Regions from separate parts of the Anser cygnoides genome. Here region 2 is linked to region 1. The links are chromatin contacts, called in public Hi-C maps. All regions are on one chromosome and are shown on one strand. The core of a region is the stretch at or near the end of the contact, and the rest is flanking DNA. Distances in the headings are between cores, read along the strand shown. Region 1 holds the start of NUAK2 (NUAK family kinase 2). Region 2 holds the start of RAB29 (RAB29, member RAS oncogene family).

Evidence for each region. A called contact is a pair of places that touch in the nucleus more often than the background predicts.
Region 2: a Hi-C map of liver shows a contact between it and region 1, with 2.0 times the contacts expected there. The contact joins the promoter of RAB29 here to the promoter of NUAK2 in region 1. A contact is called at or near these places in 2 of 7 Hi-C or Micro-C datasets (both in liver).

The regions. Positions count from the first base shown.
Region 1 is chr25:4,341,079-4,346,478 of Taihu_goose_T2T_genome, forward strand. NUAK2 (NUAK family kinase 2) reads right to left here and starts at 2,686. Exons shown (of 7, transcript XM_066982993.1): 1 at 2,456-2,686. The coding sequence starts at 2,647.
Region 2 is chr25:4,599,187-4,604,586 of Taihu_goose_T2T_genome, forward strand. It overlaps RAB29 (RAB29, member RAS oncogene family), which reads right to left and starts at 3,363. Exons shown (of 5, transcript XM_048070912.2): 1 at 3,173-3,363; 2 at 1,260-1,331; 3 at 1-9. The coding sequence starts at 3,326. It overlaps SLC41A1 (solute carrier family 41 member 1), which reads right to left. Exons shown (of 12, transcript XM_048070911.2): 12 at 4,417-5,400.

The sequences.
Region 1 (5,400 bases), core at 1,436-3,935:
AAAGGGAAAGGCACCCTGGAGATGAGGACCTGCAGCTTCAGGGACCGGCAGCAATGCAGCCCACACCCTCCCTCCAGCACCAATGCTATATGATAAAAATTTCCTGCAGCAAACAGCCCCCAGAACTCCCACTGCGGGAGCCTGGAGAACAAAAGTACTTTCCAAGTCAAAAAGGCTTTTAATTAAAAAGTTTTTCGGGGGGCAGAACAGGTATTTTCAGCAGCTGCTGGAAGATGCATTAAGCTACAACCCCAGGCAGCCCTTCAGAAGTTGTTCCAGATTGCAAGTGCAGCGTTTCATGCGCCATGAAATATGGATTACAACCCACTGCGGAAGGGACCGGGGCTCGCCCCTTACAGGAGATCAAAGGAGGCTTCGCCGCCTCGGAATATTCCAGGTGCTGCCTTCCACTTGACACCACGCAAGCCCACAGATCCGTTTCTGACACCGCGAGCCAGTCCCACAGGAGGTCCCGGTTTCTGTTTGATTTCTATTTGACTTGGCTGCGGTCCAGGGCTCGGGAAGGAACGGCAGGCTGGGAGGAAAAAAGGGCCAGATGCTGCCATGCCAACAGGTGCAGGAGCCGGTTTGCACCACGCATTACTGAATCTCCAAACCAAAAACAAGAGGTAGGGGAGGGGAAAAGAGCCAGCAATTCTTTCCCCACCTGCTCAACATTTCAGGGGCACAAAAGTTTTCTGAGGAGTGGGGAGGGCACTCAGGAGCACCCACCAAAAGGCATGAGCACCATTTCACCTAAGGGATTTCTAGCCAGAAAGCAAGACTTTCAGACAAAAAATGCTCACAGAAACCCCCCCCAAAAAAATCTGGCTGATGAAGCCTGGTCTCTGCAGCCTAGCAGCTGGTTAGACGTACTTTGCTCTGAGCTAAGACCAGGTAGGTTAAAATTCAGAAGGAAAAAAGGAAAAAAAAAAGACAGCTAGGCAGTATAATGAGACGGTTCAATATTCAGTGTATCTGACAGAGGCAGCTCCTGATCGGCCAGAGGCCAAAGCCACGCGTGGAGCAGCTCCAGCTTCGCAGCCCCAGCTGGTAACGTGGGACCTGCGCAGCCCACGAGGGCTGGCAGGAGGCAGCAGTACCTGCCCTCGCACCTCGCTGTTTAGGAAGTGAAAGCCACTTAGAGAAGGAGCAAATAATGACCCGGCTCGGGATAAGCTTGAAGATTAAACAGGTCCGGAAATGCTGAGTGGTGCAAGAAAGAATTTGTGGGAAGAGGAGAGATTTGTGGTTAAGCCTCCTGTTCCTACACGGCCAGCTTGCTGCAGTACTAGTTAGTCAAGCCCTTGACTATCTTTGGAATTTATTGAAGAGGCATTGGTCTGTGTATTTAATTTGCATCATAATGGACTTATGGTACCAGACAAACAAGTCCCTGTCCTAAGGGGCTTCCGCAGATAGGTGAGCTCTGGCAGTTCAAAGATTCCCCACACAAGTTTTGTTAGTTAGGGACAGAAAGGGAAAGCCAAGACTTCTCACCCATCCCAAAGGAAGGGATCCTCCCAGGTCAGTGGGTGGGAGCCGCATTTCAAGGCCCTGATTATGCAGCAAAATAGCAGCGCCTTCAGAATCAGATAGGCTAATGGAAAAACAGCAAGCCTGATTTAATTAAGAGCTGTTGCGTTACATGAAAACCTCTCTGATTTACAGTTGTTTTCCTCGACATGCCTCGGTGGCACGCTAGTGATCCAAGCTCGCATCCCTTTTGTGCTCAGAGCATCTCGGGGGGCCCTCACTGCTGCCACGAGAGTTGGGCTGGGGGGCGAGTGCCTTTCCCAGGTCTCGTCCTGCAGTGCAGGGTGCTCAGGGCTGAGCTGGGGCAGGGAAATCACCGCCAGGTTTGCCCTTTGAACACCTGCAGCCTGCGCAAGGCCAGGGCTGCCAAACCCAGCAGCACCCCGCTTTTGCAGGGCAGCGCTCCCCAGCTCGCTCCAGCCCCCAGCCCCCTGCTTTGGGGCACCAAAGGGCGGATTTGGGGGGCTCCCAAGGGGGGGGTTCTGCAAGTCCCGCTTCCACGCAGACCTGGGGGCTCCGCTCACGCACCACTGCAGAGAGTCAACACATCACATCATCACCCCAAAACCAGGGCAAGAGGAAGGGAAAAGCCCTTGAGACTCGAGAGCAGTGTTTGCTCTTCACCGCCGTCTGCCCGTGGCCCCTCTCAGCGCCCCGGTCAAGTGGGCGAGGGGCTGCAGGAGGAGGAGGAAGGAGAGGAAGAGAAGGGGGGGAGCGAGGTCCCTGGGGGCTGCCCCCAGCACCCTTGGGGGGCTCCTGTCCCCTCTGCGGGCCAAGGGGGGGCTGCACCACCGCTGCCCCCCGGGTGTCAGCAGGGGAGAGCCGGGGCTGGCTGGGGGGAGGATGCTCTGAGGGGGGAACGCGGGGGCTGCTCGGGATGGGGGCTGGCAAGGTGTGGGGTGACAGGAGCAGCTCTTACCAGCTTGCCGGAGCGCTCCCGAGCCTTCTTCACCTTGCCGTAGGTGCCTTTCCCCAGCGTCTCCAGGAACTCGTAGCGGTGCTTGAGGTTGTGCTTGTGGTGGTGCCGCTTCACCGCCTGCTTCTTGGGCGCCGGCGACCCGCCGAGCCCCCCCGGCTGCGGGGCGCCCCCCGGCCCCGCCGCCCGCTCCATGCCGAGCTCCCGGCACGGCTCGGCCCGGCCCGGCCCGGCCCGGCCGCTAAATGCGGGGCCGCCCCGCCGGCCGCGCCCCCCCCGCGCCCATTGGCCGCCCTCCCGCCCGCCCCGCCCGGCCCCCGGTGCGGAAAGGGGGCGGGAGGCGAGAAATTTGGGGGGTAGGGGGGGGATCCCGGCAGGGCTGGGGCGTAAGGGGGGCCCCGGAGCTGGGGGGAGCAGCTGTAAGGTGGGGGGGGTTGGATTTGGGGAGGGGGGAGCAGAGGCAGCCCCCCCCCCCCCGGGAGGGTTGTAAAGGGAGTAAAGAGGGGGGTTAATGCGGGAGGGGTGCGAAGGGGGTCCTGCATTGCAGGGGGGGGGGTAAAAGGGGGGTGCTGAGGGCTGGGGATGGAGGTTTTGGGGAAGGTGCTGCGGGGAGGTGCTCGCACACAAAGGAGGGCCAAGGGGGCGCAGGGAGGGTGCGGGGCAAAGCCTGGGGGGTTCGCACCGGGGGGTGCGGGGACACGGGGACGGACGGGCGGACGGACAGACAGACACATGCCCACGGGTTTGCTGCAAGGAGCCCCAGCGCACCCAGGACTCTCTGCAAAAATAAAAATAAAAATAAATAAATGGGGGACACGGCCGCCTGCTGCCCCGGTGCTCCCGCACGAACCCATTTCGCGGACGTTTCTGGTTAACTCTGCAGCACCTTCCCGTGCGGTCTTCTCGCCCCTGTGGTAAATCTTTGTTTGGAGATATTAAAAGAATGCAATTATTTCCCAAAGCAGCCAAAACAAAAGCTCTTGCCCGGCTCTGGCATGTGTGAGGACACACCGTATTGATCAAAGAGGCAGATAACTGCAGCATTACTCAGCCCCGCGCTCCGACCTGGATTTTCCCACCGCTTCCAGCGGCTCGGGGCAGACGGGGTGAGGCAGAGAGATGCTGCAGAGCGTGCAGCGAGGGGATGAGCGCGCCCAGCCCCGGCCCCCTGCTGCAGGCTGTGGGCCCCCGAGCACAGACATAGCGGCCGTGCCTCGTCGACGTCAGGATGAGACCCAGGCAGAGGTCCTGTGCCCCCGGCTGCTCTCGCAGTCTGGGTATCAGAGGGCTGAGGTTACGAATGTCCTGCTGAGCACACCCGTCCTGCGGCACGGCTGGAGCCCAGGTTGTGGGACACAGCCGCGCACCGGGCTCCTGCTCATCCCCGCCAGGGATCAGCCTCGGCACTCAGCGGGCTCCAGGTTAGATACCATCGAGGCAGAGTTAGGACACGGAGGGATCTTGTGTCTTGTGGCTGTGTGGAGCCTCTGTTCTGCCTCTGTTCTGCACAAGACTTCGGGGATAACCAACGTTTTGCAGATTCGTGCTGGCCCTGCATCCTCTCCACCACGAACCTGCCCCACACAGCAACCCGTGGGCAAACCTGGCTTCCTGCTTTACCATCAGTTGTCTCGCACGGCACGGGGGCTGGGGGGATGTCCTGAGATAGCGCAGCAGGGTTGCACTACTGAATTATTTAGTGTGTGGTAACAGGAGCTGCTTTTCAATCTGAAGGTAGCGAGCAGGGCCCATAGGGAAGATAAACAAGGCGTAGAAGAGATTAACTAAACTGCAGTAATTTCAATGTCAAAGTAAACAGATAGGATCCTGTTCAGGCACAGCCTGGAGATTGCAGGAGAGTGGAAGGGGAAGGAGCAGGCCTCCTGATCGCAGCAAGGCAGGCGATTTCCCTTGGCTGAGATGAAAGCTGCCGTGGCTCCCGGACGCGGCCAGCCCACGCCTCTGCCTACGGAGCGATCCCCCGGCGGCTGCGGGATTGCTCGGGGTTGAGCCCACCGGCCCAAGAAGCACTCGAGCACGCATTTAGCTTTAAGCACATGTTTATTGCTCTTCTTGATTTATAAGGATGCCTTCCAGAGGCTTTTCCCTGTGATGAAAGGAAACGAAGTGTCGGGCTTGCTTCTCTTTCTGTTTCTACCAGAGGAATTCTTCTCCGCGATTTTCTGTGCAGTCACTGACACGTAAGCTTAGGTATGCTTTTGTTCCAGACTACCTCAGGAAGCCTTTTTTAATGGAAATGTCAAGGGACACAGATCTAAGTCTGCTGGAATCCACTGATAAGGATCCTGTATTGCAGCAGTCAGTGGTAGTGGTAGCGCTGCTTCCTCAGCAGCGGGGAAACCCACAGAAACCCCCCTGCCCCCAGCTGCAGCCATCCTAAAGGTGGTTTCTACAGCAGCAGCCCTTTGTAACCAAGTGTCTGCTAACACCAACGTGAAAGTCAACAGGGGATTTGGCTCTGTGTCAGGGAAACCTCCTCAAAGCTAGTCTGATCAGCGCGATGCTTTGTAAGGACGGAAGCTTTATTCACCTCCAGCCTCCTATTTTTGTATTGTTATTTTTTAATTTTAAATCAATGCGGCAGTGTTACCTCTATACTAAAAGCATCCGTGTCGTGGTCCAAACCTGTGTCTCTGCCATTGGGCTTGGTGTGCACAGGCTCTGCTCACCTCTGTGAGCTGCTAAGGGAACAAACATGCCCCAGAAGACACGCTTATGGCAGCAAGCCCACCAAAAGGGAAAGGAAGGGTCCTGCCAGGCATTAAGATGCCAAAGATGACAAAGAGGCAAATGATCACCTCTGCTTAACGGTCTTCCAGGCTGGCAGCATTCCTCACCCTCTGCTGGGTAGTGCTCAGGCAGGTGTGAAACCCATTCTGCCCCTGAAAACACAGAGGAAGCGGTTTTTGCTCTGATCTTCCCCACTG
Region 2 (5,400 bases), core at 2,113-4,612, 260 kb after region 1:
GTTCCTGCCCTTCAGGATCAAAAGGAAAAGAAATCCCCCCAGAAGTTACCGTTTTTTAGATTTGTTCATGGAAATTACGTGCCCATGAGGGTACTTCGTTTCCTCAGCTGACACCATCAACCTCCACTAAGTAACGAGGAAACGGGCACTGAGATGCATCCTGCCTCGGAGCCTCAGCAGTGCAGGGAACTGGGACAAACTGGGAGTTCGTAACCCCGACCCAGCCACTCAGGTGTCCCAGAAATGTTTTGCCTGACTCCCAGTGTAACAACTTAAATTAAATTTCGCATCCCCTGGATGCGCACCCCCTGGATAAGGGCAGCCGCGCTGCCTTCCAAATCTTAAACGTCTTTTGAGGACTGAAATCGAAATCAGTTTCTTGCTGCAATCCTCTTGCAGCAAACTTCTCCTTCCTGTTTTCTTTTTAGAGATTCCAGGCGCGCACGCCTGAACGGTGAAAACGGAGGCACCCACAGCCCCGTTTTCCTCGCTGCCCTGCATCCAGAGGTGCCATTTTAGAGCCGCTACGGCACCGACCTGGCCTTTGCCCTCTGGCACTAGGGCAGCTGAGGACGGCTGAGCGGGCTGCACGGCCGGCTCTCCCCAAAGACCCCCCAAAGGTGCCCCCCTGCTGACCCAGGCCCGCCACCCCAGCTCGGCACGGCTCAGCACAGCGCGGCGTCCTGTTTCCATGCCCGCTGCCCGCTGGCCTCTGCCGCTCCACTCCAGGGTGGACGCCTGTTCCCAAGGAAACCCCCAGCCCTGCTCGCACAGGTCACTGAGCAGCCAGGGAGCGACGGCCCGGGCCCCTCTGGTCCCGGCAGCCAGACCGGAGAGACTTCAGTGGGGTTACACACGCTGAGACGCAGGCATCGGGCCTGGCTGCCGTGCCAGAAATCAGAATTTGCACACCAGGCTCAGAGCTGGGAGGTTATACACCCAGTTACAGATCAGCTTCTCTCCCCATTCATCTGCTGTGCCTTTGCAATCAAAAAGAAAGGTTTGATAGAATTTATCGTCCGTGCTTCTGCGTTCTTTGCAGATGAGTTTTTGATTAAATATTAAAAGTACTGCTGCAAACTAGAGACAGCACTGCAAACCAGGACAGTCCTGTCCCTTGAACCCTCAGGCTTTTAGGATTTATGTTTGCAACAGACTCCTACTGGAGGAAAATAATACTAATAACAATAAATAAAAAAGCCAAGCACTCAAGAGCTTTACATTTACTCCTGAACAGCTTCGTGGTTCGCGTGACGTACCTGCAATGTCCCAGAGCTGAAGTCGCACTGTCTCCGACTCTGACCACTGGACCACCTTCAGAGCAAAATCCACTGGAGAACCCCCCAAAAGAAAGGAAACATTATTAGGGGCATTCTGCACCGCAGGGCTCGTTCCTGCACAGCCCCTCACCACCTCCCAGTGCCGCTGTCCCGGTTGTAGCAGCTCGCACCGGACCAGCACCCGCACCAGCGGGAGTTTGAAGTGAAAGGATCAGAGCAACCATGCGCTGTGCTCCCTTTTAAAATTCCTAATACTACAGGAAACTCAGAAAAAATGCCAATAAAATGCTGAATTTGTGGCAGTTGTCTGTGTTTTTTTCTGCACTGCCTAAACCATTCAGCCACTGGTAGGTACGTGGAGCCCGGGGTCTCCTTCCCTGTGCTGCTCACCGCGACCTGCAGCTCATCCTTAACAAACACAGAGGGCAGAAAGGGAAACCACTGCATTTTGCTCAGATTATGATGCATCAGGTTTTCACTGCAGGAGGAAACTGCCCAGCAGTGCTGCCTTCCATGCTCAGCAGGCCTGGAACTTTTTGAAGCTCGGACCTCATTAAAAAAAAAGCAGAAATAAAAAATCCTGCAGCTCTTACTGCTGGGAGCGCAGGCGCGACCCCAAGCACTTTGCAATTTGCTGCCCCACTGGGCTGTGGCTCTCCGGTGTTTTCAGCTTCTGACTAATTAATCCCCTCTGGATTAATGAATAAATTTTAAACAGCCCCCACTAGTCTGGGTCCTCAGAGAGGTTCACCGGGTAGAGCCCCAGCACCTGCTCCTTGTAGGTTACTAATTTACGTTCATGTTAAAGAACTATTTCATCTTGTTCCCAGCCTCCTTGTTACAAAGCTGGTGTTTCCCCCATCGTCTTCCCAGGCGCTCCACCTCAGAGCAGTGACTTCGTGCTGCTCAATAAGCTGAAACAAGCTGCTGAGGAGCCGAGGCAGCAATCGCAGGCTGGGTGTTTGGGGCGGCTGCTCCTGGGGCAGGCGGGACGGGGACCCCGAGCCTGCACGGCCGGACCGCGGGGGTGCCACAGGTCGCTGCAGGCAGCGGGAGCACAGCAGAAGCTGCGGCTGAGCCCTGCTGCAAAATGCGGTGTTTTGTACCTCTGCTGCAAAACGCGGTGACTACGGAGGGGCAGTTTTTGTGTCACACGTCCTTGCAGGGTTCCCATGTCTGCAGGGATGGAGAGGGGCGAGCTTCCCACTACAGCCTACCAGCAAGGGATGCTGAATAGAAACAAACGTGATAGTCGCAGAATCTTTTAGGCTGGAAAAGAGCCTTAAAAATCCTCAAGTGCAACCATCACCTGACAGTACCGGGTCCACCACTAAGCTGCGTCCCTTGGTGCCACGTCCACGCACCCCTGAAACACCCTCCGGGATGGGGGTGCCAGCAGCACCCCGGGCAGCCCATCCCGGTGCCCTTCTGCAAGGAAATTCTCTGACATCCACACTAAACCTCCCCTGGCACAACCTGAGGACATTACCTCGTGTCCTATTTCCTGTCACCTGAGAAAAGAGTCCATCCCCTCCTCGCTGCAGCCTCCCTGCAGGCAGCTGTAGGAGTGGCGTGCTCTGCCCTCAGCCTCCGGACCAAACACCCCCAGCCCCTCAGCCCCGCTCCCCATTTCCCAGCAGCTTCTCTCGTTTCTCCTCTCTGACCGCGTCCCAGCACCTCAGCGTCCTCCCTGCGGCCGGGGGCCCGGAGACAAACACAGGACGCATTCAGCGAGGGCCCCACCGCGCTTTACAGAGGGCAAAGCTCCGTGTTGGACCAGGCAGGAGGCTGCAGGGAGGCCGCAGGGAGGCCGCGGGGCTCTCCCTGTCTGCTGCCGCCTCAGCCCCCGACCCCAGGGTGCCGGCTCCTGGCTGCGGGCCCCCGGGGCTCACCTCCCACGGTGGACTTGTAGTGCCGGTTGAAGCTGTCGTTGGCGTAGCGCTGCACCAGCGACGTCTTCCCCACCGTGGCGTCCCCCACCACCAGCACCTTGAACATGCGGTCGCGGTGCCCCATCCCGGCCCCGCAGCCGCCCGCTGCGATCATGTGAGGGTCAGGTGGCGGCGGCGGAACCGCCACCGGCCGCAGGGCTGCCGGGACCTGTAGTCCGTGGCACCCGGCCTCGCCACCACGCAGGCCTGCGGCTGCTTCTCCCTCTGGGACTGAACGCCCCAAGGGTCCTCCCCGCAGCGGAACAGCCCCGAAGGGACCCTCGGAGATCAGCCAAGGGCCTGAGCGCTTTGGGGCCAGCCAGTTAAAGCATTTTAATGAGGGCTCCATCTGTTAACGAGGCGGGGGGCTGACAGCAGCCACCAGCACCCGACCCCCCTCACAATGAAGAAATGCTGCCGGCTGCGCAGGCTGAGGCTGCCCTGGCGCAGCTCTGAGCCGTTCCCCCACACCCCGCACTGCTGAGCCCCATGCCCCCGCTTCCCCCCCTCAGGAAGCCGCAGAGATCCCCCACTGCTTTCCGCCCCGCAAGCTAAGCAGGAAAAGAATCCGTCCCCCCCCAGGGAGCCCCAGGCGGCCGCCCCATGCCCGAATACCCTGGTATTTGGGGCATGGGGAAGCAGGGGGGCAGCAGAGCCCAGGCCACAGCACCCCAGCACAGCCCTGGCCAGGCACAGCCCCGGCCAGGCACAGCCCCCCAGGGGAATCACCCCATGCCAACAGGGAGCAAATCCCACACCTGGGGGGAACACGGAGCCCTCTGAGGGCCACCAGCTCCCCCAGAGCCAGGGGAAGCTTAACACACCCCCAAATCGCACAGAAGCCCCGTGTCCTGCTCGCCTTAACCAAGACGCAGGCAAGGAGCCCCCAGGGACCAGAGGCCGAGCCTGCGGAGCCAGGGAAGGGCTTTTGTACACAGCGAGAGGCCGAAGAGCAAACAGCCGCCGTTCCTGCCAAGAGCTCGCACGCAGCTGCCTGGACCCCACCACAGGCAGGGCAGAAGCCCGCCCGCTAACCTGTCACTTTGACTAATGGTGTTTTGCCTAACACACAACAATTCGTTTTATTTTCTTAACTCTCCCTGCACCGCCTACCCCAAGGCCTCCAGGATAAGCTAGAACAAGCTGCAAAACACAAGAGAAACTTTCAGCCTTGGAAAGAGGCTCATGAAGAGAAGACACCACAGTGCACATAAATAAATGTCATCTTTATTTAACGAAATATAATTTATCAGTTACGTTGACATCTGTCAATTCAGTTATAGGAACTATAAATAATTAAGACAGTCTTTTTCCTTTAATAAAAAGAGTAAACCAGGATTTTTCATTTGCAGTCAGCTGTATAGTAGGCATGCATTTGAGTGCAACTGGTGGGAAGAGATTTCGTCCATCAACATTCTGAAATTTTAAGTTAGATTCTTCCCTGATCTATTCACCCCACCTTATTGAATTTTACAGGCACCACCAATCCCAGCAGCATGACAGCTCTTCATCACCTCCAGGTCTCTGCATCTTACAGGAGACCACGAGCAGCAGATTCTTCCTCGGGCACAAATCCTTTCTTGGGGAACTAAATAGCGATGTGACACACAAAAGACCGGCAGAGTTTCATATATTATATATATATATGTAAAAGCTTACATGTTAATGGAAGGAAATCTCATATCTATTCCTCAACATTAGGCAGAGAAATCAGGTGAGCAGCAGAGGGTACTCCAGAAGTCCCTGGGCTGAGACTTCCGTACGTGGGTGTGAGATTTTTGTTGTTTGGTGTTTTTCTGTTTGTTTTTTAAACAGAGCCGTGGCCAAATTAGACCTGTGAGAAGCCAAGTCACTAGGGTGAAGAGCACGAGGTTCAGAGCTACTGCCACAAGCGATATGCTGCAAAGATGGAGAAGGGGAAAGCAAGCCCTACATCAGCAAGGTAGAAAGGGGAATCTTCCTAATCTTTCAAAAATCTATCGCCTGCTCTTCTTAGGGTCTGAGAGCGGGCAGCCTGACGGGGCAAGGACCGGCTCTCTGCCTGCTGACCACTGCAAACAGCTAAGGTAGAGAGGGGAGAACTCTGTGCTCACACACTGAAGCACAAAAGGATTCTTCTACTAAGAGTGGTCCCTCAGCAATCTCTCTAGAGTGCACAAGAGCCTGACTGCGTTTGGTTTAGATACTGC